7 separate regions of the Mus musculus genome follow, and regions 2, 3, 4, 5, 6 and 7 are each linked to region 1. A link is a contact called in public Hi-C, HiChIP or PLAC-seq, Micro-C and promoter capture Hi-C data. All regions are on one chromosome and are shown on one strand. The core of a region is the stretch at or near the end of the contact, and the rest is flanking DNA. Distances in the headings are between cores, read along the strand shown.

The links. Promoter capture Hi-C pulls out the DNA fragments that hold promoters and counts their contacts. Hi-C and Micro-C count contacts between places; a contact is called where the count stands out from the background. HiChIP or PLAC-seq counts read pairs in DNA pulled down with a chosen protein or histone mark.
Region 2: a Hi-C map of B cells shows a contact between it and region 1, with 7 read pairs. The contact joins the promoter of N4bp2l1 here to the promoter of Hsph1 in region 1. A contact is called at or near these places in 1 of 39 promoter capture datasets (pre-B cells) and 1 of 484 Hi-C or Micro-C datasets (B cells).
Region 3: a promoter capture Hi-C map of hippocampal neurons shows a contact between it and region 1, with 4 times the contacts expected there. The contact joins the promoter of 2210417A02Rik here to the promoter of Hsph1 in region 1. A contact is called at or near these places in 8 of 39 promoter capture datasets (the 3T3-L1 cell line, the HPC-7 cell line, embryonic stem cells and 3 more) and 1 of 115 datasets of contacts at active chromatin or transcription factors (pancreatic cancer cells).
Region 4: a contact with region 1 is called in a Micro-C map of the G1E-ER4 cell line, with 3 times the contacts expected there. The contact joins the promoter of Brca2 here to the promoter of Hsph1 in region 1. A contact is called at or near these places in 2 of 39 promoter capture datasets (HPC-7-derived erythroid cells and pre-B cells), 3 of 484 Hi-C or Micro-C datasets (all in the G1E-ER4 cell line) and 1 of 115 datasets of contacts at active chromatin or transcription factors (memory CD8 T cells).
Region 5: a contact with region 1 is called in a FOXA1 HiChIP or PLAC-seq map of pancreatic cancer cells. The contact joins the promoter of 4930505K14Rik here to the promoter of Hsph1 in region 1. A contact is called at or near these places in 2 of 39 promoter capture datasets (hippocampal neurons and stem cell-derived epiblast-like cells) and 1 of 115 datasets of contacts at active chromatin or transcription factors (pancreatic cancer cells).
Region 6: a contact with region 1 is called in a promoter capture Hi-C map of 3T3-L1-derived adipocytes, with 2.5 times the contacts expected there. The contact joins the enhancer-like site here to the promoter of Hsph1 in region 1. A contact is called at or near these places in 5 of 39 promoter capture datasets (the 3T3-L1 cell line, 3T3-L1-derived adipocytes, frontonasal cranial neural crest and 2 more), 1 of 484 Hi-C or Micro-C datasets (cortical neurons) and 1 of 115 datasets of contacts at active chromatin or transcription factors (the SCID.adh cell line).
Region 7: a contact with region 1 is called in an H3K4me3 HiChIP or PLAC-seq map of embryonic forebrain, with 4 times the contacts expected there. The contact joins the enhancer-like site here to the promoter of Hsph1 in region 1. A contact is called at or near these places in 5 of 39 promoter capture datasets (the 3T3-L1 cell line, the HPC-7 cell line, cranial neural crest and 2 more), 1 of 484 Hi-C or Micro-C datasets (cortical neurons) and 2 of 115 datasets of contacts at active chromatin or transcription factors (the SCID.adh cell line and embryonic forebrain).

The regions. Positions count from the first base shown.
Region 1 is chr5:149,633,939-149,638,080 of GRCm38.p6, forward strand. It overlaps Hsph1 (heat shock 105kDa/110kDa protein 1), which reads right to left and starts at 2,377. Exons shown (of 18, transcript NM_013559.2): 1 at 2,032-2,377. The coding sequence starts at 2,138.
Region 2 is chr5:150,592,619-150,596,760 of GRCm38.p6, forward strand. It overlaps N4bp2l1 (NEDD4 binding protein 2-like 1), which reads right to left and starts at 1,907. Exons shown (of 5, transcript NM_133898.4): 1 at 1,646-1,907. The coding sequence starts at 1,818.
Region 3 is chr5:148,739,420-148,743,561 of GRCm38.p6, forward strand. It overlaps 2210417A02Rik (RIKEN cDNA 2210417A02 gene), which reads left to right and starts at 2,421. Exons shown (of 2, transcript NR_028285.1): 1 at 2,421-2,565; 2 at 3,316-3,720.
Region 4 is chr5:150,520,195-150,524,336 of GRCm38.p6, forward strand. Brca2 (breast cancer 2, early onset) reads left to right here and starts at 2,427. Exons shown (of 27, transcript NM_009765.3): 1 at 2,427-2,702; 2 at 2,981-3,085. The coding sequence starts at 3,019.
Region 5 is chr5:148,776,274-148,780,415 of GRCm38.p6, forward strand. It overlaps 4930505K14Rik (RIKEN cDNA 4930505K14 gene), which reads left to right and starts at 1,690. Exons shown (of 3, transcript NR_131106.1): 1 at 1,690-1,948; 2 at 4,095-4,142.
Region 6 is chr5:148,907,648-148,911,789 of GRCm38.p6, forward strand. All of the region lies in intron 3 of Katnal1 (katanin p60 subunit A-like 1), which reads right to left. Among named protein-coding and RNA genes, the nearest start is that of Katnal1, 19 kb to the right of the region's middle. Within about 2 kb of position 2,039, at least 124 of the 459 cell types and tissues checked have an H3K27ac peak or open chromatin away from gene starts, as enhancers often do. A contact at or near this core is called in 3T3-L1-derived adipocytes, the SCID.adh cell line, cortical neurons and 1 more, where this site is marked.
Region 7 is chr5:149,029,293-149,033,434 of GRCm38.p6, forward strand. No RefSeq gene overlaps it. Among named protein-coding and RNA genes, the nearest start is that of Gm15411, 15 kb to the left of the region's middle. Within about 2 kb of position 2,184, at least 348 of the 459 cell types and tissues checked have an H3K27ac peak or open chromatin away from gene starts, as enhancers often do. A contact at or near this core is called in the HPC-7 cell line, the SCID.adh cell line, cortical neurons and 2 more, where this site is marked.

The DNA of each region.
Region 1 (4,142 bases), core at 1,127-3,626:
TGCGGCCGTTTCTAAGGTGACAAGAGGAAATTCCCACATAAGTAAAGCACAGCCCGCAGTTTTCAGCGGCAGGTATTTCTATTTAAAATCACACCTCTGACAATTCAGCCCAAGTATCAGCCCTGTTCACACATATAAGGAATATCTGATAATCTGTGTGCAGCTTGAGTGCCCTCTCCCAATACCTGGGGTGCTAATACAGAGTCACCAGGTCACAAAGGATAGGGAACTTGGCATTATGCACAACCAAAAGTAAACAGAACTCTACCTGTCATCAGCCTCCTACAATCCTAAATTTCACTGCACACTTATTTCTGTCCCGATATATCATCTGCTTTAGAATTTTTAAAAGTTTTTATGTAACCCTAAGAGGTCTATGATATGCCTGTAGAGTTTAAAGGAAATGGATGAGGTAGGTTGCCATCTGGAAGATTCTCTGTAAGGTCAAATAAAGATGATAAGAGAAACAAAGTTACTGCTGACTGGAGTACAAACGCTGAGGAAAAGGAGAGGCCAAGCCTTCACACTGCACCTGCTTTGACAAGATGAAGAGAGACAGCTTTCTCAGAGGAAAGGGGATACATAGAACCAGAACAGAGACAAGATGGAGAGTGTGGAGGAGGCGGTGAGTAAGGCTTTGGATTAGAGAGTAATCCACAGGGCGAGCGTTAGTAATCCAAATCTAATTTGGGTTCAGTTCCTCCTACATGGGTGACCGAGATGAGTAAACTGGCACTCTACTGAGGACATTCAAGTTTGCTGTAACAAAAACAGCTCGGACCTAGCCGCTCTAAGCAGGTACTCTTGTAAGGTTCAATCTACACGCCCCGTGATTCTGAGCTCAGAGGGACTAGACACTTGTAAGACTGGATTGTCTCATTTTCCATGCCAAACAACTGTAATAGAAATCAGTAGCCAACTCCATTTTCAACCGCATAGTTTGGCCAAGGGTAAAAAAACCACCTCAGTCAAAAATTCTGGTCAGCAACACAGCTACCCAAGCAGCTCTCCCTGTTCTCCTCTACACACCTTTTGTCTCTTTTTAGGCAGAGAGAGGAAGAAGCGCTTAGCATACAGGATGGGGGCAAGAAGGACTGGCAGCCTTCCTACTAATTGCCGAATCACAGAGCACCATGGCTTTGTGAGAGAGGGAGCCCATGCTTAGAAAGTAAGTTCCTAGCAAGGCTTTCTTCCTCCTATTCACTCATAAATGTTCCTCTAATAAGGTCGGAATGATTTTACCTTTGGGTTCGATGTTTAACATTTATTATCTTGGACTTTGCACATGGGGGGAAAAAGCCCTATAATGATTGCCTTAAAAAGCATACAGCTGTTGTCGGTGAAGGCACACGCAGGTCTAACTGCCTCTAATATGTAACCTTCAGAAACTAACCCCCTCAAAAAGTTGCTTTTTACCATGCTTCCGTTTACCCACCCACGTTGCTGCAGAATATTTAATTCCGAAGCAAAAAAATCCATCTTCCCCACTGAATTTTTTGCACAGCAGTGTGTTAAGCAACAACAATGTTAAATTTGTACTGCTTACTCTAAATGGTGTTAAAATAAACGAACTCTGGGTCTGGAAACTCTCACGGACGTTTTTCACAATGAGCTTTAAAAAGGACGCTTCCAAAAGGCGATTGGGGCACTAGGGCAATATTAACAAATCAGGAGTAGATGAGACGCAGAGACGGAGGATTCCTCCACCATAGCGTGTTTCTGTGGTCGCTAACAACAGTCCGCTCGCTCCCTAGGCAAGCAGCGGCGCACAGGCTCTGGAACCTTCTAGGTCATTTGGAGATTCACCATGCGGAGGAAAAGGCTCTGTTGCCCAGGCTCTGCCGAGATCCTAGCTGAGGTGGGAGCCGGTGCCAGCTTGAAGAAGCTGAGTGGGGAGTCGGGGGCGAGCCTGGAAGGCCAGCGGGACCAGGTGGTCGCGGGGTGTCACGGTTCCCGGAATCCCCGGACCCACCATCTCCCTCGGGAAGCAGCGAGCTCCAGCCCTCCCCGGCCACCCAGGCTCCTACTTACGGGGTGCAGCGGTCGCTGAACTCGTTGGCGATGGTCTCGATGCCCCCGGCCCGCGCCACCGCAATGTAGCAGCTCTGTGAGCCTACGTCTAGCCCAACCACCGACATGGCTGGCCCGGTCCGCCTCCGCCTCGGGTCCGCTGCGTGCTCGTCCTGCTCCCGACCAGTCGGGAAGATGCCTCCGGCTTACCCTGCAAGACTGCGCTCAGTCTCTGCCACCGCTCTCCGCCGCCCGCCTCTCTCACGCAGCCGCCGCCGCTCAGCTACCAATCCAAAAGGGGAGGTCCCAATCGCTCAGCCTTATGTAGCCTACTGAGGAGAACTTTCCAGAATCTGCAGCATTTTACTCACCGGCGCCTCCACGTGCCACTTCCGCTTCCTTCTTCTCGAGCCTTCGAGAAAGATTCTACCCAATGGACTGCTGGTCCCTCCGCGGGCGGCCTGAGTTGCCATGGTGACAGGGCAGCTGCTCGGGCGCCATTGGCTAAAACTGACCGAGCTTGCCCGGCCTCCATCCCGCCCTCCCCAGCCTGAGGGGCAGTTTTCGTTCCAGTTGACTCCAGTGAATAACCGGTCGGGAACTTCTGTCGCTTAAGTGGTGACTCCGGTGGCAGTGTCCGGCTCCCGACGCCGAAAAACTATTGAAAGGACGGAGAAAGAACACACTACTCCGGGACCCCAGGCCTCTCCGGTCACGAACTTGCTGTTGGCAGAGAGCATGTCGGGAAGCGTAGTCTGGCCGGGAGACCCTAGCGCCTTGCATGCTGGGAAACGCAGTCCAGTGGTGAGGCCTCGGTGCTTTGCATGCTAGGATATGTAGTCCAGCCCGTGGTGCGTGCCACGATCCTGCTTTGTCTTAAGGGCTCAGTAAAAAGAGGCCCAGCTGGCTGCTGCCGATTCGCGCTCTTTCTCTGGTGTATGCTTTGTTCTGTGTTCCGTTCTTGCTTGTTTTTTCAACAGCTAATGGATTGCGATTTAGGGGCGTCAGGATAAGCCGCAAACGCGGTTTATATTTTGTAGACATTTGTCCGCTGGCAAGATTGTTGCAGAATAAAACACAGAAGGGTTTTCTTCTTCTTCTTCTTCTTCTTCTTCTTCTTCTTCTTCTTCTTCTTCTTCTTCTTCTTCTTCTTCTTCTTCTTCTTCTTCTTCTTAAATGAAAACTTTTGATTGCTATGCAATTTGGGAAGCTGCTGGTGTTTTGCCGACAGGGTTTTGCATATTTTGGATACTAGTTTAAGCCGACTTTGTTTAACCCTGCCACTCCTAACCATAAGGTTATGATTTAATGTAATGGCTAATAATATGGTTTAATAAATGGGTGTATGGTTTATTCCTTGTTTAATCTAACCTTTCATTTTCTTTCCTTGGAAAGTAAGCTTAGGTTCCATGAAGAGAAAGCAGAGGTGGATGCTGCTGGCTCCTGCTTTCAATTCTTATGTACCGTTAAAAAAAACGTCAAAGTTTGCCTGAAAACCCCGTGTGTACCCTCTAGAATATGGAAATATGCACAATTAAAACGTGCGCTGCTAAATAAGTGTGTAATTGAATGAAGAGTTGGGGCCCAGGGTTAAAAACTAACTCCTGAAGTATGCCTCTTCCCGTAGGACAAGTGGGGTTGCTTAAATGGGAGCTTTCTATACAAATTGCAGAGTAAGTTTTATTCGTGGTGATTGATCGGCTTGCCACTTAAGTTATTTCACCTGCTAGCATAACTATTTAAAATGGGAGAAGAACCAACGCTATCCCAGAGCAGCTGCGTTTTTAAATTTGAAATATGTTTGTTGGCATTCTTTTCATTTTGTGTCTCTGAAACCTCCACCACCCCGGCTTTTTTTTAAGTATATGAAAACTCTTTTTTTTTTTTTTTTTTTTTTTGGTTTTTTCGAGACAGGGTTTCTCTGTGTAACCCTGGCTGTCCTGGAACTCACTTTGTAGACCAGGCTGGCCTCGAACTCAGAAATCTGCTTGCCTCTGCCTCCCAAGTGCTGGGATTAAAGGCGTGGGCCACCACCACCCAGCAGAATATGAGGTTGACCAGTTTTCCCTTTAGTTTTTTTTTTTTTTTTTTTTTTTTTTTTCCCATGTGGTTGTTGGGATTTGAACTGAGGA
Region 2 (4,142 bases), core at 657-3,156, 960 kb after region 1:
CTGGCTTTCCAGTGCTGACTCTCGGCTTCTTTTCTTCCCTATTCTCTGATCCTCACACTACTTCCTCTCTCAGCGATTAGAGATGCCATGGCTAAAAGTTACTTCCTTCTCTGACTTTGAGCGTGTGGAGAATTTACAGGCTGTCAAAGTGAAAGTGAGATCGAACAAGGGTTGGCATCCTGAAAACACCCGGTAACAGATGTACCCTCTGTGAATTGCTGGATCACAAAATAACCAAGTTGTCCCGGGTTCCAAGGAGGCTCTCCACTTGGAACCCAACCTACCACTGCCAGGAGCTTCCGGAAAGAACCTACGGAAGGGTGTCTCAGAAAAGGGTACCAGTGTGGCCTTCGCAAGTCATCTATCCCTCTAAGATGCAAAGGTAGCAATTTTCGTTAGCTGGCTGCTTCTCCACAAATCAGCTAGAACCCCAATACAAATTGTCAGTCCCTTATCTGGCCGTGTCAGTTTCCCCATCATCCACATCCAAAAGATTCGGGCCCTCCCCCTATGATCACTACCTGGTGCCATGGAAATCAGCATGTGACCGCGGGCTACCTTGATTCTTCAGCGGTTCCAGGGTCCTAGGGCTAGCCTTATCTGATGAGAAGGGAAGCAAGCACACAGGTGGCAAGTGACTGCTTCTATCGACTAGTGTGTGCCCGATAACGTTCACGGAGGGTAAGACATGGCCCCTATCTTCAAGTATCTCACAGAAGGCAAAAGCAACCGTGTGCAAACCTAAGCGCAGTCACAGAGATGTAAACAGGAGCCAAGACGCTGAGAAGGGCGGGCGGCTTCTACGGCAGGGTGAGGCAGCTGCGAGGGGAGGTAATAGAACCGGTTTTAAAAGGCTAGTGAGACCAGTCGGGCAAAGGGTGACGGTGGGAAAGCCAGGCAGGAGGGTCAGCATCCTCAACCCCAGCAAGGAGAGAGAAACAGTCCAACGTTGCTGGAATACCAAGTGCAGGGCAGGAAGTGGAGGGCGTTCAGGCTGGAGCGGTGGGCCTAGCAAGGTGCAGCAGGCAGCAAGCCCGCGCAGTTCTCTCTGCCCGGGTACCCGAAGGGCCGCTTACGCAATTCGCGAGTGATCGAATTTGGGCGCCCGCGGAGAGGCTGTCAGTGACGGTCGGTGGTGGCGCCGCCAGCCCCCCGCCCCCCTCCCCAGAGCACCTGTGCGCCTTCGCAGCCGCCAAAGCAGCCGCAGGCTGCGCCGATCCACCAGATCTCAAAGCGGGCCCCCGGCCAGCGCCGCGCGGACCCCCGACCCGGACATCCCCGAACTCGCTCCGGTGACAGCGCCTGTGGGCGCCGTGGCGGCTGCCTGCGCGCCAGCGGGCGGGGAGCGGGTTTCTCTGCAGTCACCACCAGCTTTTCCCGAAGAGCAGTCCCCGCGGGCCTCCCCGACCCGGGGCTGGGGACGAAGGTTGCCGGGGAGTTGGGGGTGGAGGGGTGGGCACCAGGCCCGGCGCGGCGGGGAAGGGCCGGCGGCGGCGTCTTGGGGCTTGCGCAAGGCGCACTGCCGAGGTCCGTCCTCCCGGGCCGGCGCGCGGCAAAGCTCTCGGGCGCGCGGGGCAAGGGCAGGGGCGGCGCGCGGAGCCGCTCGGGGCAGGAGCGCGAGTGGGCGCCAGGCCGCTCTCATTACCTGGCCAGCGTGGTTTTTCCCGAGCCCGGGAGGCCGCGCAGGAGGTAGAGGTGTTTCCTAAAGCTGTGGCGGCGCGGAGGTGGCCCCCGAGCGGGCGGCGGCCGAGGAGGCGGCTGCTGCTGCCGCTGTTGGAGGCTCAGCCTCCCGAACGATTCCAGAAAACTGTCCTCCATGGGGAGGGGGCTGGCGGCGAGGGCCCTGAGCTCCCTTCCTGAAGTCACGGTCTTGGCCAAAGCTGTTGTTTTTGTGACTCTCCGGCCATGTGATAGATGGAGGGGCGGGCGCTCGGAGCCCGGCCCCTCCTCCCCGGCCCCGCGAACCGCGGGAGGGGGCGTCTCTACCTGTGAGGCCCCGGCGCTGCCGGGGAGTCTGACAGCCCGGGGAAGCGTGGGTGACGCAGCCCCCAGCGCTCCCTCCAGCCCCCCGCCGCCTTCCGCAGCCCTTCCCAAGGGAAGGGGCCTGGCCCCGGGGACACAGTGGGAGGTTTCCCTGCAGTCACTGTGGAAGCCCAGCCCTCTGCCACGGCTCTGCCTCATCTCACTTCAGACCGGCCTAGACCTTGAAAGTAAATACTTTCCGTGGGAGATTAGAGAATGTGACCAGCGCATCCGAGCAGTCACAGTAAAGACTGTTGTCTCCCCTACTGCCTGTGAATCAGTCAGCACCTGGCTGGGGTCCCAAGGACTGAGGTACACTCCTTCAGGGTCCTGTACGTTTCCTTAGTACCGGTACCGGCCTGCCAAAACTATCCTTAAAAGCTGTATGCAACTTTTAAGTCTCTTGTTACTCCTTGGGTCTCGGGTGGACTCAGGAGGCTTCATGAACACCTTCCGCTGCCACATAGCAGGGGAGATTGTCATGGTACCATTTATATAAAACCAAATTCAAGTTGCAGGAGTTGGCAGCACCCACTGGCTGTGACTCTCCAGTATTTCCCTTTAGAAGCAATAGAATGGTCCTGGTTTTCAGAATGAAACTGTTCAAAATTTGCATACTAGAAAATCTGAGATATTGGTGGCTTTGGCTACAATTGTTGTAAAAATCAAAACATTTTGTGTCTGGCACCTAAGGTATGAGCATTATGAGAAGGAAGTGTGGAGAAAGAAGTAGTGTCTTTCTAAGACTCAGAACCTATGTCAAAATCAGAGATTTCCTGATGAGCGCGTTAGGAAGGGGCTGTGTACAAGGAGGGAGGACAGCTGCCTGTGCATCTCGCTGGCTTTGGACTTCCCCTGGGTTGGGGTGTGGAGCAGTCAGGTTGCTCCCCCGGGAATTCCCCTCCCGGAGTGAAGCTACTTCTTTAGTCCTTCTTTCTGTGTGCACATTAAGAGGAAGCACGAGGAATGGAGAAGACACATTTGTCCTAACAGCAGTGACCTTTAGCTTGTATACGTCCGGGTTCACATTTGAGGAAGTGAATCTCCTGCACCCTGAGCATACCCTTAGCACACGTTTACAAACGTGGTTCCCCTCAGCCTCAAATACTTTCTTTTTCATTCCAATCATCTGCTGTCCAGTAAGAAACATGGAGCATTTGGGGTGTGGATGGTACAAAATGGGGTTAAAGGGCTCGATTTGGCAGCACCTTAAAGTGGATGCAGAGCAGATTAGCATGGCCCCACAAAAATTCATGAAGTGTTCCATATTTTGGGGGGTCATGTCTTTCTTGTTGAGTATAGACCTTAACCTTGTTCACCCATTGATACCTGTTTTTCTAGAATAAAACAAAACAAAACAAACAAACCCTAAAATGTGTGGATTTTTTGTTTTTGGTTTTGGTTTTGGTTTTTTGGGGGGTTTTTTTTGTTTTTGTTTTTGTTTTTGTTTTTTTGTTTTTTGAGGTTTAAGGACTGAGGAGATAGATGGCTCAGTAGGCTAGAGTCTTAGAGTACAAGCATGAGGGCATGAGTTTGAATCCACAACCCCATGTAACAAGGAGGGCATGGCTGCACACGTAACCCTAGTGCTGAGAGGAGTGGAGATGACTGGCTTGGCAGAGCCCATTGATCAGCAGCTCCAGCTTCAGTGAGAGACCCTTTCTTAAAGGAATAAGACAGAGAGCATAAGGGAGACCCCTGATGTCCTCTGGTCTCTACATGCATGCTGCACAGCCTCATATGAGCACATACACTCACACCCACTCACACACAACGGAGAGATAGCTCAGGGATCAGGACTGGTGTTTGGTTCCCAGCAGCTACATGAAGTGGCTCACAAGCACCTGTAACTCTAGTTCCAGGGGATCTGTTGTACAGGGCTATCCTCTGGGCCAAACAACCCCGTTCGTTCTTGAGGTATTTAGCTGGTTTGGCTTGCACAAATCCAAGCCGGGCTGGTTGATAAGGAGAGCCACTGGACCCTCAGCTCCTTTCTGCCTGTTGAATGCAACTCTGTCCTAACTACATGCAGTCTGGGGACAAGGGGTTCCCATCTATGCAGCAATGGGAAGGCCCTCATCTGTCCCTGCTGGGTGAAGACTTTCTGGTGTGGCCTTTCA
Region 3 (4,142 bases), core at 1,171-3,670, 890 kb before region 1:
TGAAAGAGGCTAATGGGCGTGGCTAACTGGTTTGTTACAGAGATTGAGAAGTCGATGTAAATAACAAGTTCCTAACACAAAGGGCATACATGGTTCACAGACTCCAAGGATGCTGTCACCACCACCAATACACCCAATGTGGCTTCTAACTCGGGTCCAGCTTCAGGGTAGGGGAGGTCTAGTTGGGCATCTCTTGCCAGGTGTCAAGTGTGGCCTTTAAGACGCTGCAGGTGGAAACTTTTACAAGCAACTCCAGGTTTTTCCAAAGCCGAATCGGCTAGTCATCTGTGCAATACATCAAACAATTCTTGCCCTTATTAAGAACCTGTGGGGTCAAAGGTCCACATGTCCCTGTGGATCAAGTGCTTTCCCAAAAGATCTCCTCAGCCAAGCAACCATGAAAGCCCTGGTCACAGGCACAGTTTGTGTGTGTGTTGCATGGGGTGGGGCCCCTGGCATAGTCATAGTGATACTTAGGTTGGAGACAGCCAGCAGAGGAAGAGGAGCAGAAACCATAGTTCAGAAATAAATTCAGCATTTTAAGTCTCCCACATTGGAGTGTATAGGGGAAGGGAGGCAGGGAGAGATGGTGATCTTTGGTGAGTTAATGAGCCTAGAAGCCCCTCCAAGGATGGGGTGGGGTGGCTCTAGATACAGGTGAAACACGTCTATTCCTCCCTCAGGTCCCAGCAGCTCCTGAGAACCAGTCTTTGCTATCGGCACACACCTGGCACACAGACACGTCTCATCGGAGGCTGTAAGCACAGTTATGCCCCCTCCCCATTCGGAACCAGCAGTCAGACTTAAAACCCAATTACAGTTCAGCTCTGTCTCCCCGAGGGGTATCGGTAATGGCGGCTCTTCCCATGTCCCAGGCAAACACTAGTCCAAGCCATTGTACTTTACTCCCCGGGAATAGCTTCACAACGAGTATCATCTGCAGCGGACTGATGGAGAAATTAGAGGCTGTACAAGCTACAGAAATTGCTCAAACTCACTGTTGAGTGCAGACGGAGAGCCGGTGTCAAAAGGTCTGTGCTATCACCTGACTTCCTCCTCGGTAGAAGAAAGAGCTTAAATAGCTAGGCCTTGTGTGTGTGTGTATGTGTGTGTGTGTGTGTGTGTGTGTGTGTGTTGCCAAGGTATAATTCCCCCACCTGTTTCCAGATGGACACATCCTGGCAGAGGAAGCGCCCAGGGGTGTTTAATGCCAGGGGCTGCCAGAGGCTTGTAAACAGGGCCATAGACAACACCCGCACCAACAATTATACCCAAGGCCGAAAAGCAGCCAGTGGTGTGTCACCTCCCATCTGCACAAGCTACAGCCACAATTTGCCGAGACAGCACCTTGTATGTCTAGAAAAGCCAGACCCAGATATTTCTGGGCCCAAGGACAGCGGGCTTCCTCATTAAAAAAAAAAAAAATTATCAGACAGATAACCACTTAAAGTTTGAAAGTGTCATAACTCAGCCACCCAGACACATGCCAAACACCACCTCTTTTTCTTTTCTGTCCTCCCAAGTACAGATGTTAATTAGGGGTCATTGAAAGGCCTCGTGCATGCAGCTGCTGACCTCCTGGAGACCGCCCACTGGTGACCTTCAGGAATGACCAAGTTCAAACACCAAGCCGCTTTCGATTTAATCACAGGCTGCGGCTAGCTGCAAACACCCCTGTGCAAACAGGGCGCTTAGGAGAGGGAGCCAGTTCTGCAAACAAACAGCACTGGGCAGACACTCAGCTCTCAGAAACCCTGAAGGCTGACATCACAACCCCAGGCTCCAAGCCAGAAATTCTGTAGGCCCTGACCCAGCCACAGAGGGCGGGAGGTTTGCTCAGAATTTATTGGGAAGCTGTGGATAAATTTCCTTTAGAGTTACCTGATGAGTGTGGCGCTTTGTGACAGTTAATCTGGATGTGTTCTGCAGCCAATATGGAGGGGGTGTCATTGTCAAATTCCTGTTTTGAGTTGATAAAGGCTTAAACAGAAATGGACCTTCGATGATTCAGCTTACTCTTACCAAGTGTTTACTACGCACCCCGGAAGAGCCATTCATGCGGCAAATACTTATTGAGCACCTACTATGAGGTAGGCTCTGGAGACACAGTGGTCCCCATCTGTTGATCATTTTGCAGGCTGGAGAGGAGCTCAGACGTGAAGGCATGATGTGTGTGATGCTGAAGAGCCGAAGGAAATGGGATAGTGCCAAGGGAGACTTCTGGAGCCACTGGAGACTTCCGGGTGCGGGGAGCTCAAAGAGCTGCCCCCATGGAAATGAAGTTTAGTTTATAAACTGATTGAATTGGGGAAAGCCCAGTGGGGCTCCACCCATCCTTCTCTCGGGCTTCCTGCAAGAAGCACCGGAAGTGAGTTCGAGAAGCCTGAAGGGAACTGTAGTTCGGTTTGTAGAACTTGCTGGAAGAGCAGGAAGCAGTTAACAGAAGCTTTGTAAACTCTGAACTCAGACTCTGTGCTAGGACCCGCGGCTGCGCGGGTTTCACAGGAAAGTTAGATGACGACACGGTCTTGCTTCTCCTTTCCAGTCACCCTCAAAGAGTCCAAGGTATGAGTGGCTGGCAGAGAGGGCAGGTGGGAGCACTCGGGACCTGACTGGGGACAGGGGAGATGGGGCAACAGTGGGGGTGTTGGGGAGGGCGACCTGGCAAGGCAGGTGGGAAGGGTGACCCCTGCCACAGAGCTCTGGGCGAGCAGAAGAAAATTCACAGAGCCGCAAGCTGAGTCAAGAAGCCCGAGAGAAGGATGTGTGGAGCAGGACATGGCAAATTCTCTTAACTATTGAACCATCTCTCCAGCCCCTCTTTCTCTCTTTTCAAAGATTTATTTTTATTTTATGTGTATGAACGTTTGCCTGCATAAATGTCTGTGCACCACATGGATGCAATACCCATAGAGGCCAGAAGGGGGCATCAGATTCCCAGGACCTGGAAATTCCCAGGCACTTTCACATGGTTGGGAGCCACCAGGCCCTTTGGAAGAGCAGCCAGTGTTCCTAACCACAGAGCCATCTCTCTAGCCCCTTTAGAATCTCCTTTTTAAGGGCCTTAATTCTAACTGTTACAATGTCCAACTCTTTGCTGCACCACACTTGGTACCTGAGAGCAGAGATATGTTTAATCGCCTTAGCAGTCTGCTGGGTCAGAAAAGGAAAGAAGAGAGTCTGTTTGCAGGAACTGTAATCTAAGTCTGAGAAAGCAGCTGTGATTCCCACCTGCTGTGCACCCTGAGGGGAATCCTGGGAAAGGAACAGCACACAGTTCCGCCTCTGTCTTTCTTCCCTACATCCCTCTCTCAGGAAGTAAGCCTTCCCGTATCTTGTTCTCGGTTGAAGGACCCGTTGAAGCCCCTCTATTCCTAAGGAAGAAAAGAAAAACCGTTCTCCAGGAGATGATCTGAAAGAGTCAAGCTTTGGATTCTATATGTCTTGAAGCCGTCATTTGAGTGACCCTTGCCCTTGTGCATTAAGAATTCTCCAGCAGGAAACTGAACAGTATTGATTAGATTTGAAGATATGGCTGGAGAGTAGGCTCGTCAGTTAAGGTTATATACCACTCTTGCAGAGGACTGAGTTCAGGTCCCAGCACCCACAATGCCTGAGACTCTTGCTTTGGGAATCCAAGTTATCTGCCTGTACCTACATACCCCGCACCCCAAGACACATACACCTACGCATAATTAAAAATAAATCTTTTTAAAAAACTGAATACATCTACCCTTTGACCCAAAGGCTCAAAAGTATAGGAATTTATCTTGCAGAAAATAGTCTCCTGTGTGGATAAAAGCCTCATTAAGCTTTCTTTTTTGTAAGGTCACACCATTTTCAACCCTCGAGGATTAGTTAAGTGAGTATGACCCATACCGATAAAGAAATAGTCTCAAGTCCTTTAGAATTGATTTTCTGGCATTTAACTGAAATCTGACTGTGTGGGCTTTAACAACACAGGAATACTTATGGCCAGGTGATAAGGCCAAAGGGAGATGCCCCAGAGTGGATATGATGAATCTACTTAACCATCTCCCATGTCTTTTGGTTGGCCATCTTGCTCATGACCTTTCTTCCCCCCCCACCACCACCACCACCAAATGCCTGCAGAGCACCCCAGGCGCCATATCTGCTTGAAG
Region 4 (4,142 bases), core at 1,177-3,676, 890 kb after region 1:
GATAGGACTGGAGAGACAGATCAGCCATTAAAGGCTAGGCTGGAAACCAAAAATTACTTCAGTGGAAACATCAGAGAGACGGGTGACAGACAGGGAGAGATCTCAGCTGTAGGCCTCTGATGCTATTTGATAGCATTCTTGGACCTTTGGTTCATATGGTTTTGTTAATATATTCTGAAGGGTTTTTCTTAATGTTTGTTAGGATTAAAGGCACTACACCATAGAGGTGGGTAAAGAATACACTTTTAGCCGGGCGCTGGTGGCACATGCCTTTAATCCCAGCACTTGAGAGGCAGAGGCAGGCAGATTTCTGAGTTCGAGGCCAGCCTGGTCTACAGAGTGAGTTCTAGGACAGCCAAGGCTACACAGAGAAACCCTGTCTCGAAAAAAAAAAAAATACACTTTTAGGGACCTAATGACAGCAGGCAATACATTGTAATTAGGCTCTGAACCAGCAATATTCCAAACTCTTCACAGTTACCGAGTTTTAATCAACAACCTTTGTAGACACAGCTTTTCCCCCTAGAGATTCTCATCCACACAATATTGAACTGCATCCTACAGATTTGCTAGAAGAGATTTGATACTCTCCATCACACACCTAGACATAGAAGGTAACTCTGTGAGGGTATGACTATACTAACTGTAAGACTTTTATTCAGTATTTACAATATATATATGACCATCAAGGTGCAGTGCACATCATATACATTTTTATGAAAATAATAGATTTAACAGATAATGGATTGAATTCAATAATGCTTGGTAGTTAACAATCTGAGTAGCTGAGCTCAAATCATACAAAGTCTATTAGAACAGACAGACATGGTTGGGAGGTTCCTTGTACCAAGAACACAAAACGTAGTCATGAGCTGTTAAAGGCCAGGAGGGTGTGATACTGAGCTATCTTTCAGGGGGTGAAATGTGTCAAGGCTTCTCATTATTCCACTCTAGTGAGACACCTCTCTCCTCCGACTTCCCCGGGGGAAGAAGCAATTTTTTTCTTTTCTAAGTAGAAATTACTGTGCATTTTATTGTTTGAGTGCTTTGTCTGCATGTACATCTATCTGCACGCCAGGAGAAGGCATCAGATCCCATTACAGATGGTTGTAAGTCATCATGAGGGTGCTGGAAATTGAATTGAGGACCTCTGGAAGAGCAGCCAGTGCCCTCAACTGTTCAGCTGTCTCTCTGGCCCCAATATGTTTTTTTTCCAAGACAGAGTTTCTCTGTGTAGACCAGGCTAGCCTCGAACTCATAGAGATCAGCCTGCCTCTGCCTCCCAAGTGCTGGGATTAAAGACATATGTCACCTTTGTCTCATTTTACAAGCTAACAAAACCAAATGGATTTGAATCTAAATTTAGAACGTCTACCAGGCTAGTTTTTACCCACTGGACAATGCTAAACACTTCATAGTATTGTTAGAAACGTTCAGCAAGCAGTAGTTTATTACTAGATAATATCATAGGCCTCTTCTTTGCTAAGCAGACCTACATCAAAAGTTTTAGTATTTTTTTACAATAGTGATACTTCTTGCTAAAACTAAGGATTACAGCTTACCAGACAAAATTGATACCAATAAACCAAGCAGACTTTTCTCAATCGTCTTTATTGTAGTGCTGAGTATCTAACCCAGACCCAGAGTCTCTACTATTGAGCCAGATTCCCCAACCGCAGGTCATTGTTTTTCTAATCCAAGAGGACCTTTTAACTGCTTAATCATGTTCTGGAAGCAGCAAGGCCTCTAAGATCTCTTGTTGGATCCAGTCGAGGGCTTTCTAAAGTTCAAACTACAAACCTACAGTAAGCCATGCACTGGGCTTGTTACTCAGTAAATTCAGGGGAGAGGTAATAATGTTTCAGTTTTCTAGGCCAGTTTCTGGAAAAGTCGGGAAATACGGTGATCGCATCCTAAAACCTGCAGAAAGGAGTACTAATATTGCAGGACTGCTATTTAACTGCGTGCGTGCGTGTGTGTGTGTGTGTGTGTGTGTGTATGAGAGAGAAAAGAGGGGGAGGGGGAGAAGGAGAGAGAACACTTGAGCCCAGGTCCTACCACCCGTCCTCAATAAGACAATTAAAAGCGCCAAATTAAAAGTGTAAAGCTGAAAGATTTATTTAATGTGACGACATTGAGAAGAGGGTAAAGAGATCCAAAGAATCCCTTCCAAGTCTATCTTCAGGGTTAAAGTAAACAGAACTCCAAGAACCCCGAAGATACAGAAAAAGAAAGTATAAACAAAATTTTAGGCCACAGCGGGAAACAGACACACACACATATCGTGAGGGGAAGAAAGGAATTCGGCTGGGGATGGGCGAGCACATGCTAGCCGGGAACAGGCACAGAAGGAGCTGCTCGCTGACTTCCCGGTGGCACTCGCGCCGCGTCCCCGTCGCGGGGTCATGACGTCACGGGCAGAGCGCGGGCTTTTCGCGGGAGCGGGAGCCGTGAGGCGTTGCCGTCAGTCAGCTACCGCTGCGGGAGCGGAGCGGGTCGGTGCGGCCGGGTGTGGCGGGCGTGCGCTCCGGGGTCGTGAGGCCGTGAGGGACGCGCCTGACACCCCGGAGGAGCCAGTCGACCTCCTTCACGGCCACCCGGAGCAGCTGCCCCGGTGCAGCCCGCGGCGTCCTCCCAGAGGGATCCGGCGCGTCCAGAGTCCGCGGTAGCTGCCCCGTTCTGCAGTCGCCGGATTACCTAACGTGTGTGTCTCGGCTCCCTGATTAGTCAATGTGAATAATTCTAAATAACGTTAGGTTTGTCTTGTCATTGACTCCCACCATAGCCACTTTCGGGTGCTGTGATGTATCTAGTAGCCACTTGGTTGGAAGCACAGTTATAAACTGTCCCCATCTTCATGATAAGTTCTGCTCTTGTCCCAAAAGATAGGCCTGAGGTAGGATAAGCTTCCAAGCGATTCTGGTTTTACCTGTCACAAGAAACCAGGCTTGTGCAGTGTCTGTTATTTTCTCTTTTGCAGACTTCCTTACCGAGCATCGGAGAAATACTGTAGAGAAAATGCCCGTTGAATACAAAAGGAGACCAACTTTTTGGGAAATTTTTAAGGCGAGATGCAGCACAGCAGGTATTGAGGAATTTTATAAAACCTGGTAAATTAAGTCCCATTAAAAAAATATTTTCAATAAAATAAGTCAAGGTGAATGCTTGCTTTAAAAACAAACAAAAACCCCAGCACCTGGGAGACAGAGGCAGGTGGACTTCTCTGAGTTTGAGGCCAGCCTAGTCTAAAGAGAGAGATAAAGGGCTTTATAGAGAGCCTCTGTCTCAGAAAAACAAACAAAAAATTACTTGAGCTAGGTTATAATCCTATGGAAGCTGAGGCAGAAAACTGAGCCAGGTGGATTAAATGAGTTCAAGGCCAACTTGGGCTACATAGGGAATTCCTGGATGTCAGGAGCAACAGAGCTTAGACCTAATTAAAAACAAAACACAAAAGAGGGATGAAAGTGACCCTGGTCTCTGCATTTGTTCCTCAGCATCAATTTAGCAGGCATTAGCTGATTCCTGTAATCTCACCTTTGGGAGGTAGAGGCAGGAGGATCAGGAGTTGAAGGTGATTTGTGCTGTAAACAGGTCGTGGAGTCAGATCCAGTTAACATAATCTTTTCCTGGTCAATCAGATGATGTAGAATACCTAAACTGATGGGGAACTAACTCTTTGACTTCCAGTGGAAAGAACTGTTTTGAAAGGGCTACGAGCAAATCAGAAGCATTGGTGATGCTAGTGATGAACACTTTTCAAACCTTTTATGACTTATTTTGTTTTGAGCTGTATGAGTGTGTTTGTGTATTTGCTCTGTGTGTGTCGGTGCCTACAGAAGTCAGAAGAGGACATCAGGTCCCCTGGAGCTGGAGTTGCAGGTTGGTTGTGGGCTGTGATGTAGATGCTAGACTGAGTTTGGGTCTTCTGCAAGAGCTTCTTAACCCAAGAGCTTCTTAACCACTGAGTCATTTCTCCAACCCTAGCTTTCTCTGTTAAATGACATCGTCTTGCTCCGTAACCATGACTGATTTACGATTTGCTATGTAGATCAGGCTGGTTTCAAACTTGCAGTGACCTTCCTGAGTGCTGGGATTGCAGTGTGAACAGCCACACCAGGCTCTGAATTAGATATCATAAA
Region 5 (4,142 bases), core at 440-2,939, 860 kb before region 1:
CACACACACACACACACACACCATACCAGACACATAGACACACAGACAGATACCACACCAGACACACAGACACATACCAGACACACACACACACACACACACACACACACAGAGACATCACACCAGACACATTGACACACACAGTGAGATATCACACCAGACTCAGAGACAGACACACACAAACTGTCCCCTACGTCTCATAGATTCCATTTCAAAGTTGTGTCTCAAATGTTCCCGACTCTCTCCCCTGCAGCCACTGTCTGAGCCCACAGCCCACCTCATTTCTGCCACACCCCTAACCAATGATGGTTTCTGTCCTCAGCCTTGTGAGTCTCCTTTCTCTACGAAAGCCACTGCATTGCTCTATGGCACCACCTTCAGTGGTACCCTTTCTCTAGACATGAATTATGGACTCCTTAAGAGAGGCTCCCCAGCCAGGCGTTGGTGGCCCTAATCCCAGCACTTGGAAGGCAGAGGCAGGCAGATTTCTGAGTTCGAGGCCAGCCTGGTCTACAAAGTGAGTTCCAGGACAGCCAGGGCTACACAGAAAAACCCTGTCTCAAAAAACCAAGAGAGAGAGAGGGAGAGAGAGAGAGAGTCCCTGTACTGGCTCTGTCAATCACCCCATGGGCTACACTGATAGCTTCAGGCTCTGTCATCAGCCAAGCTCTTCTGTGCCCCAGGGCCTTTGCTCATGAGTGTCTCCTGCCTAGAACATTCATATCACCGTTCTGCCCCATTAACAGCAGCTCATCCATCAACTCTCAGCTTTGAGTCATCCTCCTGGGTGAGCCTTAACCTTTATACAGAAATGAGAAAGCCCTTCTGTGTTCTCTATCCACCCAGTACTATTCTTCACACACTTATCTGAGTCTATAACTGTGCGGCTATTGCTTGTTGTTTTAGCTGCTAACTTCACGGAGCCAAGAACGTGCCTGCAGCGCTGGCCACTGTGTCTGGACCCAGCTCCCGATGAGGCGCGGGCTCATGCTGCGCCTTCAACACATATTTGTCAAATCAATGATTCACCAAACAAACCCACTCCTGAATAAATTTAGTTACAACAGGTCGAGGCATATCAAGAGACATCTCTTGCAATTTAACAGATAATCCGGGTTTGTTCAGTGAATCAACCCACTGTAACTAAATTTATTCAAGAGTGGCATGACTGGACTGAGGCTCGAGCTAAGTAGCAGAGCTCCCGCCTAGCTCATGCAGGGTGTAGACCTCATCCGCAGTGTGTCGAAATAAGACAGCTTCCGTGATGAAGCGTCGAGGCAAAGCATCTTTCTCACGCTAACAGAGAGAGCGTCCCTCAAGGACACACTTCTTCAGTTGACAGTTCATTTCTAGAGGTAGAGATATAGTGGGCAATCAGATACAACCCAGGGTGACAGGCAGGGTTTATCTCAGAAACATCATTAAGCATCTTATACATTAGGCATCTCAGGGCTGTGAGGCGCTCGGCTTGTCTGACTCGATGGAGGTTCACTAGTCAGGTGAATATTTCGAGTGACGGATGCAGCCCAGGCGGCTTTAAACAACACAGAGCATTTATTGGCTTCATAACTGAGGAGTTCAGTGAGCCTTTGGGTTGGGTGTAGACCAGTGATGTCACAGGGTCCCTGTTGCTATCCATCACAGACAGTGCCATCCTGCCTTGTGATGTCATACGCCAGTGTGGCTATCACCACACCACCCTGGACACCCCTGAGCGCATCTTCTACTACATGACTGGGGGGTCTTGTTTCACGTGTACCAACACATTGAGCCCTTCAGTCATCATATCTTCTCACCAGCCGAGCCAGGGAAGAGAGGGCCTGTCTTCTAGAAGTTTCCATCTTGTTTCTTAGCCCCAACCACAAAGAGACCGGTTTCCAGTATTCCACCCCAGGACCCCAGCTCTCCACAACCTGACCTGACAACATGGAAGAGTGTCGATTGGAAGGTGAGAGCTCTTCCCCCTTCTCTAGAATGTCTCTGCTTAGGAATTACAGTACATTTTCCATTGGAAAAAAAAATTCTACATTTACCAAGACTTGCTTTACGTTTTTATGAAAAAGATGCACATTTTGTTACTTCTCTGTTGCTGTGATAAAACACCCGGACCAAGGTGCCTTAGAGAAGGAAGGATTTATTTGTACTTATGGTTCCAGAGGTGTAAGATCCATCATCAACACAGCAGGGAAGATTGGCAGTGGGCAGACATGGACACTGGAGCTGAGAGCTCACAGCTTAAACCACAGGCAGGAAACAGAGAGCTCAGTGGGAATGGATCAAGGCTTTTGAAACCTTAAAGCTGGCCTTCAGTGACATTCTTCCTCCAGCAAGGACAAACCTCTCCAAATCTACCAGAACATCTCTTCCGACTAGGGACCACACGTTCAAATACTGAACCCATGGAGGGCGTTCTCCGTCAAACCACCACAGGGAGTGCCCCTGTTGATACTGTGTGAATTGTTCATCCTATGGAAACTTTGGGGTCTCTATCACGGCAAATGAAATGATTAAAATTTTTTCCAAAAGTCATAAGAGGACAAGGAGGGTGGCTCAGCAGGTTGGGTGCTTGCCCTAGAAGTATTGGGGACCAGAGTTCAAATACCTAGAGTCCACAGAAAAGCTACATGGGGTGGCCACCTCACCCGGGGAAAGCAAGGTGGCCAGCTGGACTACCCTCAATAGTGAACTACAGGTTCAGTGAGAGCCCTCACCTCAATATATAAGGAAGAGAGAGTGATAGATGGAGATATATGCCAATCCCAGCCTCCACAGACATGCACACACAAGCACACACACACTGCATATACATATATGTAAAAACACATGTAAGAACAAGATGGTTTATTTAGTGCCATTTCTGTTGATGGAGGGGTGGGACATTTGTGACATCAACAGTACTGTCACAGACACCTGCCTTACATGCTCTTATGGAAAGTTCCAGAATCATCTCTGGCAGTAGAATTTCTGGGTTACTTGGACTTAAAGATTTATTTATTTATTTTAATATATATATATTTCTGGGTTACATATATATATATGTATATATATATATAATTTCTGGGTTACTTGGACTTAAAGATTTATTTATTTTAATATATATATAATATATATTTTAATATATACATATACATACAAATATATATATATATATGTATATATATATATATATATATACACTGTAGCTGTACAGATGGTTGTGAGTCCTCATGTAGTTGTTGAAAATTGAATTTTTAGGGCCTCTGCTTGCTCCAGTCAACTCTGCTCGCTCAGTCCCTGCTCACTCTGACCCAAAGGTTTATTTATTATTATAATTAACTACACTGTAGCCGTCATCAGACGCACCATGTGGTTGCTGGGATTTGAACTCAGGACCTTCGGTAGAACAGTCAGTGCTCTTAACCGCTAAGCTATCTTGCCAGCCCAGGTTCCTTGCATTAAAAAAAATATTGTTATACACGGTGGTGTTCATTAAATGTAACACTGTGACAAGATCAGCTTCCAGGAGGAAGGTTCTGGAAGCTAGTTCTGTCTACCCTGGAGAGGAAGCAGCAGAACAGCTTCATGGCTGAGGTAGCCCCTAATACTCTAGCCAATCAGGATGTAAAGAGGAGACTGATCTAGATCCAAAAGCTGAGCTTGCCTTCAAGGACCCACATCAGTGCTCTAGGCTGCTGTGAAAGAGTCCACAAGCTCTTAACATTTGCCTCTCAAACTCACACAGGCAACAAGCTTAGACAGCTGCGAGTCACCGGTCCAGTCACCACTGCCATTTGCCGCCTCCACACACTGTCCTGAATTCCAGTTAGTGTCATGGCGGTGGCAGAGTAAAGACCAAAACAGGGTAGAGATCTGGCTTCCAAAGCTCAGCAGGTAGAGAAAGCCCCGCTCCAGCTTGCTCACAGGTACCAAACTTCACAGAGCTTGCATGCGTCCGCCACTGACCCAGGCTCACCAGCAATGAAGTGTCGTGAAACTTCACAATTCTGCCAGCTGGACAGACAGGCATGATGTTTTGCTTTGATGGGAGAAAGGATCAGAGGCTCTCTGTAGTCTCCTGGTCCCTGGGGCTTCTTTGTCCTGTTCTGCCATTTCAGATGTCTGCCTGGGATCTACTGGGATATATGCGTCTCTGGTATTCGGGG
Region 6 (4,142 bases), core at 789-3,288, 730 kb before region 1:
CACAGAAAATAAAATAAAAGCCCAAGCCTTTAGTATCTCAATGGAAGCTTGCTGTTGTTCTTCGGGAGGGGCCAGGCTTGTCTTTTTACTGTTTTCTGTTTTGAGGAAGAGATAGGAAGTGGTTGGGTAGAGTTCTGCTTTATTTATTTGTGTGTTTTGTGTATGCAGAAATGTCTTTCCTGCATCGGCCAAGGGCCTCGGCCAAGACAATGAAACAAGACTCTCTCTCCTCTCAGCACACGGGTTGTTCCTATTGCTGGCAGCTGTGCTTGCTATCTAGTGACTGTCATTGTGGTCCAGCTTTTTAGACCCTGCTCCAGCACGGAGCCTCTGCTCACCATCAGCGAGCCCAGCCCCTACAGCTGCCTGCAGGTTCTGCCATTGCTGGGCTTGCCTGGGAGGCCTTGCCATGAATCCTGAGGCAGTCCTGACTCGGCTTGCTACTTAGCAGCTGCTCAGAAGCCTCCCCCGCCCCCCCCCCCCCAGTCTTCTTCGAGCAAGCGCGTGCATCTGGCTTGGTGAGCTATGTATGACCTAAGAGTCCTTCCTAGCCTGTTCAGGCGCTGCCTTCCGAGGGCTGCGGCAGAGCTTGACCTGGCACGCACTGTTCTGATGAAGTGCTCAACCAGCTGTCGGTGGGATCTGTGGCAAGCCCCACGCCTGTGGGAAGCATGCGTGTGCTCTCTACGTCTTCAGTTCCACCTCACTGCAGTTGGAGATTACATGTGTAACAGACTCTGCCAGCGTCCCAGAGGACACCCTGGTTCCACTCTGTATTTCTTTGTCCATTGCCGCATCACTGCACGATGTCATGCTTCACTGTGGGGACTCTGTGACAACTTCTAGGCTGTGTAAGCAACAGACTCAGGGGGCCTCTTTAAAAAGAGGTTTTGATAGGGCTGCACAGTGCCACATATCTTGGCCCTGATGGTCAAAAAGACTGACAGTGTACTAGCATGCCGTTTTTCAAAACCACAGAGCAACTAGCTAGCTAGTCATCAGGGCACAGTGAATAAATACCAGCCTGGTAGTCTACACTGAACTACCATTAAAGAGCGACAGAAGAGATGGATATTCTAAAAATAAAAACTGATAGCTTATCACTAGCAGACCGTCACTGTGACAACCACCAAATCCTTGTCAGCAGGGATGAAAGCAAAGCAGAAAGGGAGAATAAGGGGCAGAGACTCGGAGTGGGGTGTGCGCACATCCCTTCAGGAAATACTTCTGGAACCTACTCTGCACCACACATTGTTCTTGGTGCTGGGGATGCAAGTCGAGCTTGATCAAGTCCCAGGGGCATGTCTGGGTGTGGATGTGTGTGTGTGGGGGGGGGGGGGGGGGTGAACAATAGGCATGCCTGTAGTCTGTACAAAAGGATAGAATAGGCTGGACTTCTGGAATCCTCTGAGCAAAGACAAAGGAAGGGTGTCGTGAGCTGCTGGAGAGTCGTGGGGAGCTGCACAGCTGTCCTGGCCCCCTGCCGGGCCATGCTGCTCTTCACACTCTCCAGGCACTAAGCCACTTCACCCTTACAGCCTCCGCACGGGGTGACTGCCACAATGATCTCCATTTACAGAGGGAAGATGAAGTTGGCAACTTGTCCTCGGGGCCCCTGAGGGGCAGAGCTAAGAGGAGACCCCCTCTGCCCTCAGAGCTGGCACTGGTCTGCTGTGCAAAGGCAGCAGACTTCCCAGAACAGGAGGCACTGCATGGCAAAGACCTTTCTTGCTTGTCAGCATCCGGTGGGCACCAGTGATGTCAAGCTCAAGTGCATCGGGAGCAGCATGGGGGCTGGGGCTAGACACAAGAGGAGGACGCAAGAGAAGAGGCCACAGTCACAGAAGGAAGAGAAGGACATGGAGCCTTGTAAAGGCCAGCGAAGTCAGAAGAGAGGGAGGAGAGTTCCAACTGAGACAGCCAACAGCAAGTGTCACAAAGGTGAGGAGGGAAGCCAGCAGCTGTGGGAGGCGTTATCACATGAGTGAGTTGCTCAGTGTAGCCAAAAGTTCAACTCAACGCTGCGGGGACTGGGAATCCAGGATTCCTAGGAGCTGAGGAGAATGCCTGCCCATAGGTGGCACTCAGCAGCAGACAGCAACCACCAGGGAAAGCAGAGAGGCAGAGAGCTTTCATGCAAGTGTGGAAGTGCATGTACTCCGGCTTCACTCTGCATCGCTTGCAGTTCTCCTGCTTCTGTCTCTAATGAATTAGAATGCCTATTTTCAGCTGCCTTTTCTAAAACATAGAAATAGCCAAACTTAGGGGGCTGGAGAGGCGGCTCAGTGGTTAAGAGCACTGTCACTCTTGCAGAAGACCCTGGTTCAGTTCCCAGCACACACATGGCAGCTCACAACCATCTGTAACTCCAGTTCCCAGGGATCTGACGCCTTTTCTGGTCACTGGTGTATAGACATATAAGAAGGTAAAGCATTTACACACATAACACAAAAATAAATCTTAAAAGATTTTGGGCACACGCAGTAATAAATACCTAGATTTCCAAGATTCAAATATTTTGTAGCAGGAGACAGACGTTTCCTACAGAGAGCTTACCTAAAAAAAAATGAAACCTCAAAAACCCAGAACAAAGCCCAACAGGATGCTCTCCCCCTTCTGACATCTGGACTCTCACCTTCCTGTGAACTGACAGCAGTACCTGCACTAGAAGCTGGCCCTCTGCGCTTGCCACCCTGCTCCAACTGAGCTTTCTGTCTACACCACGGCATCAGCTCCACAGCATCAGCATCAGCTCCATAGCATCAGCATCACCACAACAGCACTGAGACCTGAAGGGCACTGGCCTTAGGCAATGCTTCTCACCCAAGCGTTGTCTTTCCACCATGGCAGCCAGCACAGCCCTCCTGGTAGCACAGGCATTTGGCCACTCTCTGTAAATAACTAATGGAGACGCCTGGGCTTCCCCAACCACGCGCCTCTGCTCCCCTTGTCAGTGGGACCAGATGAACCAACTGTAGACCACTCTCTCCATCCTGAACCCAGTCTGTCACTCCCTGCCATTCCCATCTAGCTGTGCACACGTGGTACCTGCTTGAATCTCAGACCTGGAGAAACTGCCACAGGCAGAGCATGAGTTTGAGACCAGCCCAGGTTTCACAGCAGAGCATGTCTCAAATATCCAAATAAAATTTTAGGACGTCTTTCTGGACCCGTTCACTGACTTCAGGTGAGTGCCTGCTGCACAACCCCACCTGAGTCCCAGCCCTCATCCTGGAGTGGCTGTGCTCGTGGGAGGCGGTGAAGATTAAATTATAAACCATGTGCAGAACTCAGTAAATACCATTTATTATTGAGACAATTCACCCCTTTACCTATGTTTTCCTAATAACCTGAAATCAGAGGCCATCCCATATTCCAGAAGGTAATATAATCCAGAATGTGAAGGGAATGGGTGTAACACCACAGGCACTGGTGTTAGTCCATAACCTACTGCATCATTTAAAGAACAACCTTAAAATGTCTGTTTCTTGAAGTGGAAACTTATGGGTTCTTTGGAGAGTCAGTTGTGTTGAAGGGTGTTTTGCTGGGGCAAACACGTGAAGGAACATTTAGCTGAAGTGGACACAGGTGAAAGGCTAAGGCAGACTCGTGAAGGAACGTTTAGCTGAAGCAGACACAGGAGAGAGGACGGTCTGCTAAAGCAAATACGTGAAAGGACACGTGATGAAGGATTCTTTGCTAACAACACACGTGCATTGGTCCACCTTACATTGCCTAGTTGAGCTGCATTTGTCCGAGCTCCATAGAGAGAAATGTGCCAAAAAACTTGTGGTGTGCTGTAGTTTCTTGCTGCCTCCTTGGACTCAGGCTGATTAGCAGAGTGGTGTCAGCTGAGGCAAGAGTGGTAGAGAACGCATGATGTTTGGAGGGTATAAATAGAACTTGACAGTGATGGAGGCTGAGCTAGGTTTGCTTATAGAGCTCCCTGTACAACACTTGTGGGTCTCTAATCTTTGTTGATCTTTGCTTCCCTGAGAGAGACACAGCCACGGACCTCTCCTGGAGTTCCTGCTGGTTCCTCCTGCTGACTGGAGCCGAGGCTGAGGCCTGGCTGTCTCTGCTAGGTCACATCACCACTGTTGCTATCCCAATTCTACTGAGCTGGACTGCTGGTGTATCTG
Region 7 (4,142 bases), core at 934-3,433, 600 kb before region 1:
TACTGGCTGGTTTAGTGTGTCAACTTGACACAAGCTGGATTTATCACAGAGAAAGGAACTTTCATTGAGGAAATGCCTCCATGAGATCCAGCTGTAAGGCATTTTCTCAGTTAGTGATCAAGGGGGGAGGGCCCATTGTGGGTGGGGCCATCCCTGGGCTGGTGGTCTTGGTTCTATAAGTCAGCAAGCCAAGCAAGCCAGGGGAAGCAAGCCATTATGTAACATCCTTCCATGGCCTCTGCATCAGCTCCTGCTTCCTGACCTGCCTGAGTTCCAGTCCTGACTTCCTTTGGTGATGAACAGCAGTATGGAAGTGTAAACCGAATAAACCCTTTCCTCCCCAGCTTGCTTCTTGGTCATGATGTCTGTGCAGGAATAGAAACCCTGACTAAGACACCCTGTCTGGACAAACAAAACAAGACAACAAAACAAAACTATAAAAAGTGGGAGGGGGGATGTGGGGGGGGGGAGATTAGCCTCCTGTGACAAGGGTTAAAGGGTCCTTGCTTGTTTCTTATTTCTTCTCACAAAGCTGAAAGAGAAGCTAAAACTGACCACAGACACTCCCAAGCCAGTGGCCCAGCATCACAGAGCTGACCACCCAGAGTTTTCTACCCAATGGCAGCCTCAGGACAATAGCCCTTTGACACTCAGGCAGGCGGCCCCTAGCATCTTCAGGAACCAGGAGGAAGGAAGGGGTTAATTCCATCTTGCTCCTTACCAGGCTGGGCCAGGGGAACACAGCCAGCAAGCCTAGGTGAATGATGGTCCCAGAGGTGCTCCCTACTCTAGGCAGGACCCAGGAGGTGAGTGCTCCCGGAGAAACCAAGCATCTGCCTCTGACTTGCTGCCAGGAGCTGAAGACTTTAGCCCTAGACACTCACTCTATGAGACTCCCTCAGGCCAACTCTCCCATCTCAGCAGAGCCTACCAGGGACTGTGTGGGAACCTGGGCCCCATTTCCATCAGGGGCCTGGGTTTAGTGTCTGCAGCTGCTTCCTCCCCCTCCCCTTCTCCCCTCCTTCATCTCCTCCCCTCTTCCTTCCCCCTCCTCCTCCCCCCTCTTCCTCCATCACCACCACCACTTGTGTAGCTCTAACTGGCTTGGAACTCTCTCTGTATTACAGGCAGTCTTCTAACATGTAATCCTCCTGCCTCCGTCTTTCTGTTTATTTTTGAGACAAGTTCTTACTCTATAATCAGGGTAGCCTGGAACTCATTCTGTAGCTCAGGTTGGTCTTGAACTTGTGACAATCCTCCTGCCTCAGCTTCTCAAGTACTCGGTTGCAAGTGCCACCATGCCTGGCTCTATACTTTTTTGTTTGGTTGGTTTTCCTTTCTGAGACACGGTCTTGCTGTGCAGTTCAAGCTGGCTTCAAACCCACTATGTAGCCCAGGTTTGCCTTGAATTCCTGGTGGTCTTCCTGCCTCAGACTCCTAAGTGCTGGGCTTATAGGTGCACCTTCTACTCTTGGCTTACATTTTGTGTTTTATAAATCAGTCAGACATTCCTATACCCATGTTCTCCATTAGTGGGTCAAAATTAGTTTATGTCACTTCCAAAAAGACATCTATACAGAACGTGTAGAGGCCTTTTCTTTCCACCATTCACAAAATAACACAATATAACAGCTACATTCATAACATCTGCATTGTGGTCACCTAGAGGTGATTTAAAATATCCAGGAGGATGCATGTGTGTGTTCTGGGCAAACATCCATCATTTTATAGACAGAACTAGAACACCTGTGGATTTTTATATCTTTTGGGGAGGGCCTGAAATCAACACCCTAAAGGACTTAAGGGAGACTGGCCCTAGGAGAACAAGACTCTTATAACTGGCAGAAGACACAGGGAAGTGAGGAGAAATGGAGAAAGGCCTGAGGATGTGTCTCGGGGGTAGACTGCAAGGCCTTCGGTTCCTCTGACACAACTGGAGGGTGTGGGGTGGACTAGAGTCTATGATCCAGAAAAAGGACGGAGCCATCTATCAGGGGAAGGCTGAACGCCTGCACGCGGGTTGTGCTGTGCTCCGTGTTGTTAGCGGGCTTCCCCAGGCACTCGTGTTTCCTCTTCCCCCGGTGTCAGCAAAAGAGGTTTCTGCTGCTGCCGCCGACAGACTGGCCCGGGAGGCGGTCTCGCCCTTCTCTTCCCTGCGCTCCGTCAGCACCGCGCACAATGAGAAAATGAAAGCTACCCTTTTGCGCTGGTGCGCTGGTGCACTGGACTCCATCGCTGTGGCTGCTCGCTTACAGGGGGCATGCGGGAGGCCAGGGAGGCCTTGGCTCTAAAGCCGTGGCAGCCGCTGGCTCGCTGCCCGGGCAGCCACCTCCAACTGCAGCTGTCGCTGTTCTTTGCAACACCCCACATCCTGAGCTGGCTCCTGAGGCCTGCTCCTGGGAGAGCGTGAATACAACAGGGGAGAGTCCTGCGCAGAGTCTGTTCCTTCCTGGCCTGGGAAGGAGCTGGGGAAAGAAGTAACTAGACTTGAACCTGCAGGGTCTTGAAGGGATGGCGGCCGGGGGTCCTGCGCAGTTCAATGACCGGTTCTTGTCCAAACCACTGAAACAGTACTCAGACTGCTGGAAAAGTTTGAAAATGAACCAGCTCTCCCATGTCCTCCTCAGAATGGCCCCTTCAAACCGAGGACGCTCCCACCAGCCGCTTGCCTTATTATTTTCACTCTTTAGCATCGTCTAAACTTCTCTTTCTCAATGTGTTCCCCCCTTAATTGTGTGTTGAATTATCTGGTAGGTCGTAGACGCTTTGGATAGAAGACCGTTGGTCTCTTTTGCTCCAGGGCCAAGCCCAGTGTCTGGCCCATCTGTTAAAGGAATGAATGAGTAGGGCTGAGACAAGCTGCCTGCCCACTAATCCATCCGGTCTTTGGATTTTTCAACCTTCTGTTTGGACAAGGTGGGTTCATGTGCCTATTGAAAGGAACTGGTTATACTTGGGAGTGTAGAAATGTATCAGCTCCGAAGGGATGGCTCAGTGGACCCAGTTTCAGTTGCCAGTTCCCGCATGGTAGCTCACCACCTCCCATAACTCCAGTCTCCCATAACCTCTTCTGGTCACTGAGGTACCAGGCACATACATGCTACACATACACGCACATAGGCATGCATACATACATACATGCATGCATGCATACATACATACATACAGGTAAGAAACCCTTAAAATAAATTCATCGTGGAAAGAAAAGAAGAAATGCATCTTTGGGATGCAGCAGTTAGGAGTACTTGTTTTTCTTCCTGAGGACCCAAGTGCAGTTTCCAGAACCCACATCTGACTGCTCACTACTGCCTAGAGCCCCAGCGTCTAAGGATCTGACATCCTCTTCCGCACACACATAACCATAAGTAGAAAGTAAAGGACAGGGCTGGAGAGATGGCTCAGCGGTTAAGAGCATGGACTGCTTTTATAGAGGTCCTGAGTTCAATTCCCAGCAACCACATGTTAGCTTGCAACCATCTGTAATGGGGTCTGGTTGGTGCCCTCTTCTGGTGTGTCTGGTGTGTCAGAAGATAGCTACAGTGTACTTATAGTATATAAATAAAAATTAAGTAAAGAATAATGTGTCCTTTATAGCTTTATTATTATTATTATTATCATCATTATTATTATGACTGCTTTTGAGGCATGATCTTACTGCAGCCCAGCCTGGCCTTGAACTCTCAGGGATCTGCCTGCCCCTGAGTTCCTGGGTTAGGGTTCGAGTTTTAGGTTCTGCACCACACTTAGGCTCCCTCCCTCTGTGGATTATCTTCCCAACCTGCAGTGTGGGATTTGGATTACGAGTGCTTTCTTGTGATGATGTATGTCACTTGTCACCATTTAATGAGCTCTCATGTCATGAAGAGAAGGTAAATTATAGAGTATGTAGAGAGATTTATACTCAGTATAACCTTGAGCATACTAATTTAGAAGACCTCCACTTAAAACCTGGTTAGAATAAGAAACCTGAAACTCATTTGGCACAGTGACTGTGGCCCGCCGCTGACTCACTGGTGTAGTAGGTGAAACATGGGCTTTGAGAAAGACGAATGGATGATGTTAAAGAAACTTCCTGACAGGTTCGTGGAACTGAGGGCTTATTTCATTTTACTACATTTCCTTATTCAGCACTCTCGAGTTGG